Linked DNA regions of Triticum aestivum: region 1 is linked to region 2. Evidence: chromatin contacts called from public Hi-C data. All regions are on one chromosome and are shown on one strand. Each heading gives the region's core, a stretch centred on a gene start, on an enhancer-like site or on the middle of the called end of the contact. The rest is flanking DNA. Distances are from core to core; before and after follow the strand shown. Region 1 holds the start of LOC123112452 (3-hydroxy-3-methylglutaryl-coenzyme A reductase 3). Region 2 holds the start of LOC123112450 (cinnamoyl-CoA reductase 1).

Region 1 (4,668 bases), core at 2,075-4,574, 250 kb after region 2:
CCAATACTCTATCGGTTCACAAATATAAGATGTTTTGAATGTTTCAAGATGGTCTACATACAGACTTAAATTAGCGAACAAACATAGTTAAACGTATCTATGTTCATCCGATTCACAAAAATGTTAAAACATCTTGTATTGTAAAACAGAGGAAGTATATATAATGAATCTAGTGATGTTGTAGACGCTGTTAAATTTTTCTATAAAGTTAGCCAGAGTTCACAAAATTTGACTTAATATTAGTACACTAATCCAGGCGTGAAGAGAAAATAAAATCACATATGTTTCGAATCATAATACGTTTTGGATATTTAATATAGACTATACATACTTACACGAGTGAACATACACATCAAAACGCGTCTACATACATCCGACTCAAAAAAAAAAACAAAACATCTAATCTAAAGATAAAAAAAAAGCAGCAATGGATCCACTGTTTAAAACACCACATATCTGGATGCCTAGCTTTTGAACAAGAAAGAAGTTCTAGGGACATCGCGCCGCATGCCAGCAAGGGCTCGGAGCACATAGCGGCATGGGTATCTACCCCCCCCCCCCCCCCCCCCATGTGCGCCTCGCGGCACAACCCGTAGTTTATGATACCATACCACGTATCGTGCCAACACATTATTACAAAGGCGAAACACACAATAGCGAGATCAATGGAAGCATAAACCAAAGAGAAAAGAGACGAGGGAACACCCGAGACAAGAGACCCGACCCAAAGGTCCCTCCACAAAACCCCAAAGAAGTCACATGCATATGCTGATGAGTGGTGATCCTTGTCTCAAATAAAATGGTGAGTGGTGATCCTTTTTCTTCTTTTTGCAGGGGAGTGGTCATCCATTTTGAAGAGGGAAAACGTGCAGCTAAACTTGGAAGGTTCAGACTCGCTCAATCGAGCTACGCACGTTCCCGGAAGTTTATCCAAGGGTGGGAAGTAGCATTGGATTATCGTAGTGAGGCGGCATATATGTGGCAAGCAATATCACTTTCCAATTTAGATAGAAATAAATGTGAAATAAATACGAATGCATCTTTACAAATGGAAATATGAACCTGGTGCTGGATTATAAAGCTAATATGAATGCAAATACGCATTTTCATGTGCCCGAGTAAAAGTATGCTAGCCAATCTTACCTATTCTACCCGTATATATAGACCAATTATAAGATCTAAAAATCAAACAAAGTGGCCAGGTGTTATTTTTTGTGTTTGGACCTACAAAATTATGATATATGGTGGTATGGTTGTTTATCTATGTTGCACATATCATTGTTGTCTACCATTATATCGTCAGACTTATAATACATCATGGCATAGTCATGGATCTGTTATATTTTTTACACAATTTTTTTGCGGAAAAAAACTTCCAATTGATTCATCTTCAATCTTAGTAGTACAACAAATACTAGAAATAGTAAAAATTATATCCAGATCAGTCGACCACCTAGCGACGACTACAAGCACAGAGGACGAGCCAAAGGCGTGCCGCCGTCATCGCCCCTCCCTCGCCAGAGTCGGGCAAACGTTGTTGTAGTAGACAATCGAAAAGTCGTCGTGCTAAGGCCCTATAGAACCAATGCACCAGAACAGCAACCGCCGCGGAGAATGAAGAGTGTAGATCAAAAGGATCCATCTTGAAAACACACGAATTAAGACAAACGGCGAACCGATCCGAGCAAATCTACCAAAGGTAGATCCGCCGGAGACACACCTCCACAAGCCCGCCGATGATGCTAGACGAATCACCGGAACGGGGGCTAGGCGGGAGACCTTTATTCCATCTTCAGGGAGTCGCCGTTGTCTCGCCTTCCTAACCAGGACACAAACTCTAACAAAACTCAAAAAAAGATCTAAAAGCCGCGTCCTCCCACCAGCAAGGGTCGAGTTCCACTCCGGCTCCATGGCCCTAAGGCCACCGAAGACGGGACGGACCGGCACCGGCACCGTCGGGAGGCAGAAAACCATAATTTTTACCCTATATTAATATGTTGCTAAAGTTCTCAGATGTTCGCACTCCTTTTAATTGGATAAACATCACCCGTATCCATATCCTAGCATTCATTTAATAACATATGCATTTACATCATACTTGCTTGGAAATATGGAAAATGAAAATAAGAAGAGCCTTATCCAATCCATTTTCACCTCCTCGCTAGCACTACCTCTGCTTTTATTCACTCTCCATATTAGCATTGTGATAAGACGAGTTTATAAAGTTTTACCAAAATTTATAATATGGATACTTATAATACAATAACCAATACTCTATCGGTTCACAAATATAAGATGTTTTGAATGTTTCAAGATGGTCTACATACAGACTAAAATTAGTGAACAAACACAGTTAAACGTATCTATGTTCATCCGATTCACAAAAAAGTTAAAACATATTGTATTGTAAAACAGAGGAAGTATATATTATGAATCTAGTGGTGTTGTAGACGCTGTTAATTTTTTTTATAAAGTTAGCCAAAGTTCACAAAATTTGACTTAATATTAGTACACTAATCTAGGCATGAAAAGAAAATAAAATGACATCTGTTTCGAATCATAATACGTTTCGGATATTTAATTCTCCCTCCGTTCTTAAATATTTGTCTTTTTTAGAGATTTAAATGGACTATCACATACGGATGCATATAGATATATTTTAGAGTGTAGATTCACTCATTTTACTCTGAATGTAGTCACTTGTTGAAATCTTTAGAAAGACAAATATTTAGAAACGGAGGAGTATAAACTATACGTACTCACACGAGTGAACAGACACATAAAAACGCGTCTACATGCATCCGACTCAGAAAAGACCAGCATCTTATAATTCGAAATGAAGGAGTATATGCTACACTAATCTAAAGATAGAAAATGCAGCACCGGATCTACTGTTCAAAATGCCACGTATCTGGACGCCTAGCCTTTGAACGAGAAGGAAGCTCTAGCGACATCGCGTCGCGTGCGAGCAAAGGACCGGAGCACGTAGCGGCCGACGTGCGCCCGCGACACAGCCCGCGGTTTACCATACCATACCACGTATCGTGCCAACGCGACACAGCAGCGGCGAACACACAGCAGCGAGGTCACTGGAAGCAGAAAGGAAACCAACGAGAAAAGAGACGAGAGAACACCCGAGACCGGAGACCCGGCCCAACGGCCCCTCCACTTGAGAACAAAAAACAAGAGACACCCTGGGCCGCGGGCCCCAAAGCCTGTTAGCGCCGGTACGGGGCGAGGTTCTTTTATTTTTTTTGCGGGCGAGGCTAGTATATTAAACCGCCCGGCCGGACCGATCCTTCCCCAATCTCCCAGCGCAAACCCCCCTCCCACGCCTCGCCCGCTCCGGACGCCGACGAGCCCAGCGCCGCAGCCCGCCGCCCGCCATGGCCGTGGAGGTTCGCCGCAGGGCGCCGCACGGGGGCGCGCGCCCCGCGGAGGGGAGGGGGGAGAGGGCCGGGGCGCGGGTGCAGGCCGGGGACGCGCTGCCGCTGCCGATCCGCCACACCAACCTCATCTTCTCCGCGCTCTTCGCCGCCTCGCTCGCCTACCTCATGCGCCGCTGGCGGGAGAAGATCCGCTCCTCCACGCCTCTCCACGTCGTCGGCCTCACCGAGATCTTCGCCATCTGCGGCCTCGTCGCCTCGCTCATCTACCTCCTCAGCTTCTTCGGCATCGCCTTCGTCCAGTCCGTCGTCTCCAACAGCGACGACGAGGACGAGGACTTCCTCATCGCCTCCGCCCAGCCCAAGCCCGCCCCCGCCCCCGCCCCCGCGCAGTGCGCGCTGCTGCAGAGCGCCGGCCCCGCGCCCGAGGTAATGCCGGAGGAGGACGAGGAGATCGTGTCCCAGGTCGTCGCCGGCAAGATCCCCTCCTACGTCCTGGAGACGAAGCTGGGAGATTGCCGCCGGGCCGCCGGGATCCGCCGCGAGTCGCTGCGCAGGATCACGGGGAGGGAGATCAACGGCCTCCCGCTCGACGGCTTCGACTACGCCTCCATTCTCGGCCAGTGCTGCGAGATGCCCGTGGGGTACGTGCAGCTGCCGGTGGGTGTCGTCGGGCCGCTCCTCCTCGACGGCCGCCGGCTCTACGTCCCGATGGCCACCACCGAGGGCTGCCTCGTCGCCAGCACCAACCGTGGATGCAAGGCCATTGCCGAGTCTGGCGGTGCTTCCAGCGTCGTGTTCCGTGACGGGATGAGCCGAGCCCCCGTCGCCAGGTTCCCAACCGCCCGCCGCGCCGCCGAGCTCATGAGATTCTTGGAGAACCCGGACAATTTCGACACTCTGTCTGTCGTCTTTAGCAGGTATACTAGACCAAATAAGCTCAAGATTAGTGCCACTATTGTCTGTCCTGTCCAGCCCATGCTCCACTCGCACGACAGATGTCATTACGCTACGACTTGTCTTGTGTTTGACGATATGTTGATGTGCCGTCAGTCCCCATCAATCAAATCAGCGCTGTTTCTTTTTTAACCCCAAAATGCTTCGTTTGTGCAGATCAACGAGATTCGGAAGGCTGCAGGGGGTCAAATGCGCGTTGGCAGGAAGGAACCTGTACATGAGGTTCACCTGCAGCACTGGTGATGCCATGGGGATGAACATGATCTCCAAGGGCGTGCAACATGTGCTGGACTACCTAGAGGAGGATTTCCCTGATATGGATGTC
Region 2 (4,692 bases), core at 1,720-4,219:
GTGGGTACATCTTCCTCAGCAAGTCCACCAAGTCCTTTGTGCAGACGCTATTCGGCGCGCAAATGTATCTCCCAGACGATTCGGCCTTCTCGTACACAAGCAGCAAGGCATCCGCGACATCACGGACGTCTACAATGTGCCACAGCTTGTTGCTCATCACGTCAGGTCCTCCTGTGAATTGTGACACAATGTACCAATTTGTGGAGTTTCAGTACAGTCGTGCAAACACATTTCTGCGGCGTGCAACAGCAAGAATAACACAGCACAACATCAAAAGAGTTACTGGAGACTATCATTTATTTCAGGACTAATCGTTTTCTAAAAGCTTACTTCAACAACACGTCAAAGGTGCCGCTTCGACGATTCTAGCACGGAATTTGGCATTGCGTGCTTTTGTCGTCAATCGCTGTTCAGGGCATAATATCGACAATGAATGTGGTATCAAGTGCGCAAGCACATGCAACAGGTTGTAAAGGATCAGCTTATGGATGGTCAGAATGGATGCCCTCATCTCACAGCTGCAGAGCATCATAGAAAGGCATAGCAGCTATCGTTGAAATTTGAGAAAGAATATAAAGGACAGACAGGTGCCAGGAGAGGAACCTAGTTATCATCTGCAAGCAACAAGTTCTAGATAATGACCGGTGCCAAAAAAAAAAAATTGGACTTCTCCACTGATTGAAATTGAAGAGCAGATCGATATAACATCAGGGACTATCAATGTGATTGATCCCATCTATCTTTATCTAACAACAGGAACAATCAGGATGATCTCATCCATATCTAACAGTAGATAGCCGTATGATCCACATCCAAAAGTCTTTTGGTTGGACATATTCCTCAAATGGTAGATAGACTTGGATTAAACCAACTTGCCAAGTTAAACATGATATTTATTAATGTGAATTTCAGGCAATGAAAGAGAACAGATGGACAGAGATCAGCATTACCATTAATAACATAGATTAAGAATTTGCTACTGGTATTCACAGTAGGCTGCAACAATGGGCCAAAAACCAAAGGAGGGCAAAGCGTAACAACATTTAATCCATGTTTCTCTGAATATTCCAAGGATGCCTGTTCGGCCACAATCTTGGCAACAGAATACCAGTCCTGCAAGCACAAATTAGTAAAGGTCACAATTTAGTCTTTGTGGAAATTATCTCTAGGAAGACTTTCTTTCGTTGAGGACACGTATCAATACAGCGAACTGGAAAAAAAAAGAACCGACATGTGTGAAAATATAGTCATGTGTGCCCACCAATGAATTGTGATGTATACATAGTGCTTTGGAATTTTTCTTTACTAAATAGTATCCCTAACCTCATTCTCCTGGCAGAAATCTTTGTCTGACCAGCTACTCTCATCTTTGAGTCTGTCTTGAGGCCAATTCGGGTTAAAATCAACAGCAGCATTGGATGACAAGACAATAACCTTCTGAACCTTCATAGCTGAGCAGGCCTTCAGCACATTTGAAGTACCTTTCACAGCAGGAGCCAATACTTCTGACTGCAAGAATGCATTTAAAATGTGGTGAGAAAAGTACTAGCAATCCTACAGTGTTCAACACTCACAATGCCAACAAGAAAGTATCCTGACACTGACAGCACGCACTTCTAACACTTTGATAATCTAAAATTGTTAGCACACACAGGTGAAAGCACATAACAATCTAGCATTTACATCGCACTAATTACTCCCAGTGCTATAATATGATGTGCAAGTGTTCTTCAGGAGCTAGTATTTGCAAACATACATTACAGTGAGCCTAGCTTTGCAAGCACCAAAAATCGCCAAATTACATGGGACTGAAAAGTGCATTTATCTGATAAAGAGCGAAACGCGTGCCAATTGGTAAAATTCACAATGCTGCTTCACTATCAATACAAGCTCGGTACTATTACCAAATAATGTAGATACAGCACCACACAAACTGTTTTTTCAGACACCGAAGCATTAGTTGGAAAGAACACCTGCCTCAGGATCAGCAATCTTATCTTCAGGCACCGGAGTGGCGAGGTGGAAGACCCCCTCACATCCCTCAAACGCACGTGTTAGCGCGTCGTAGTCGAGCACGTCGGCCTTGAGCAGGTGCAGATTCTCCCGGGCCTCGTCCATCTGCTTGAGGTGGACATTCTTGGGGTCACCTGAAAGAGCATTCAGCCATTAATCAGAACAGTATACAGCTCCCACCTTGGCTTATCCGTGGACTAAGCACTTTGTTTTATGCTCTACATTCGCTTTCGCTCAGGATCGGTTAAACCTTGCTTTCTTCATGCGGACACGGAACTCCGATCGACTAACATTTAACAACCATGAATGAACGCAAAGCACATGACGACACAGAACATTGTTTCGCATTTTTCAACTATGAATGAATGCAAAGCTCATCTAGACACGGAACTCTGATTGATTTACAAGTACTGTATGAATGAACGCAAAGCACATCTATGACACGGAACTGAATCAACTGCGTCCGTACATGGGTCCCGGAGGGTGGCGTGGACGGCGTAGCCGCGGGAGAGGAGCAGCTTGGCGAGCCACGAGGCGATGAACCCGCCGCCGCCGGTCACGCACACGCGCCGCGGCGGTGCCATTTTCTTCCCTCCGCCCGCCGCCGCCGCCACCGGAGTGGCGAGCTCACCGAGATGTGCGCAGCAAGTGGCTAAAGTAATAGCAGAACTGGAAGTGGCAGGTCGTGGCACCAGCAGCCTGGTGTGGAAATCGATTAAGAAATCCGGGCCGAAACAAAAATGGATTTGGACCCGTCCGGGAGAGCGGTGCAGAGAGGAACAAAAACACGTGGAGGGAGCGGTGGAGCGGACACGCACCTCGCGGCCACCTCCGACGCCGCCGCCGCCGTCACCGCCGCCGTCGCTTGGTCTGCGGGGTTCCTGGGGTCAAGAACGCCATCGCCATCGGAATCATTTTTTTACAGCGCCACCTCTGGTCCATGTTTTTTTTTTGAGGCAACCGCTGGTCGATGGCCGCGAAGCCAAGCCGCGCTCTGTCTGCTGGTCGACGGCACGATAATCGTCGGCCCAGTGCAGCCCAACCACATGACTGGGCCTAGATCATCAATCTCGAGAAAGGAGGAGGAACCGGAGACGGGCTAGTGGCCTGCTGCTGAAAATGACCATCAAACTTTCTTTTTGTTTTCCAAAAAAAAAAACATTGTGTTTGTTCGGTTAGAATGCAACGTTTTTTTATGTTACAAAAAACAATGCAATGTCTTTAGACAGAGCAAAATGCAACCCCCATCGACAACAAAAAAGGCATGTATCAAAATGCAACTCCTTGCGAAGGTAACATAACACAAGTTGCTTTCCAACACTCGCAGATCGAATACAAGGGCGCGAGATTAGCTTGAAATTTATGGAACACTAGCATAATGTTCATGCGTCGCCACGGAATAATAAAAATTAATTGAATTTGTTCTAGATTTTAGTAGTATACAACAAACAACGCACTTGCGACATTGTGAAAGAAACTCAATCAAGTCGGCAACACTATACTTGCGCAAGTACAGAACCATAGCACCAATGTAAGATTTGTAGGGCAGAGCCATGGCCACATTTCGAAATTTGAAAGTTAGGAGGACGGAGATTAGAAGCAGGGGTGCTTGGGGGTTGGGTAGGAGCGGTGGTTGGAGGATGCATATATCCGGGGAGGAACCATGGCAGGAAGAAAAAATAATTGCGGATTGAGTGTCTGGTTCATGTCGCAGTAAAAAAACGTACGGATATATAGTACTTGTAAAATGCTTCCCCATTCAAATCATGAGTCAGGTGGTCTGATTTGACCGGGTTGGGTCAAGAAGCAGGTACGAGATTCAAGGCTCCCAAACTATATTTTTATGCGGTTTTATTAATGAGTTCTTTAAAAAACAGAGGGGTCCTCTAAGTTCTACATGGATGAGAGGATTGGGGTGAAGTGGGGATTGAACTCTTTCAAACCGAAGGGGGCGATGGGTTCTGGATGGATAAGTAAAATTGAGGTGAAGTGGGGAGTGAATTTATCATCACCACCGCCAACTACAATTTATAAGGTACTCCCTCCATAAAGAAATAATTAAGAGTGTTTAGATCACTAATTTCATGATCTAAACACTCTTATATTTCTTTACTGAGGGAATAGAAGAGGTACTCGAGTTACAAAGTTTAGAAACTCAATTGGAAAAAACTTAGTTTGGAAACGTCACGGTGTTGTAATATTTTTGCAAATGTTCCACGTGCAGGCGTGAAGGGCGCTTGAAGCCAAAGGCCTTGGCCGAAGATACGAACAAAGGGAATGTCAAATGCAGTCCATGGAGTATACATATGTGCCTACCTTCCTACTACTCCCCCTGTTCCAAAATAATTGAAGTTCTAAGTTTGTCCTAAGTCAAACTTGATTAAGTTTGATTTAATCTATGGAAAATATGCTAAAATAACCGAATAAACATAATATGACTATATATATTTCATAAAAAACCTCAAGAGACTAATTCCATGTTTCAGATGTTAATATATTTCATAGACTTGGTCAAACTTCAATAACTTTGACTTGGGACAAATCTAGGACTTCAGTTATTTTGAAATGGATGAACCAATAGTTAGCGAAATGCTGGTATCTGCTAAAAGAACTAATTAAACGGTGTACCATGTTGTAGCAGGTTAGAGCAACTCTAACATAATCGTCATATGTGTCATC

What was found. Hi-C and Micro-C count contacts between places; a contact is called where the count stands out from the background.
Region 1: a Hi-C map of leaf shows a contact between it and region 2, with 7 times the contacts expected there. The contact joins the promoter of LOC123112452 here to the promoter of LOC123112450 in region 2. A contact is called at or near these places in 3 of 5 Hi-C or Micro-C datasets (leaf and root).

The regions. Positions count from the first base shown.
Region 1 is chr5B:458,555,710-458,560,377 of IWGSC CS RefSeq v2.1, forward strand. It overlaps LOC123112452 (3-hydroxy-3-methylglutaryl-coenzyme A reductase 3), which reads left to right and starts at 3,325. Exons shown (of 4, transcript XM_044533433.1): 1 at 3,325-4,306; 2 at 4,500-4,668. The coding sequence starts at 3,387.
Region 2 is chr5B:458,306,170-458,310,861 of IWGSC CS RefSeq v2.1, forward strand. LOC123112450 (cinnamoyl-CoA reductase 1) reads right to left here and starts at 2,970. Exons shown (of 6, transcript XM_044533432.1): 1 at 2,832-2,970; 2 at 1,978-2,147; 3 at 1,324-1,509; 4 at 951-1,113; 5 at 1-171. The coding sequence starts at 2,118.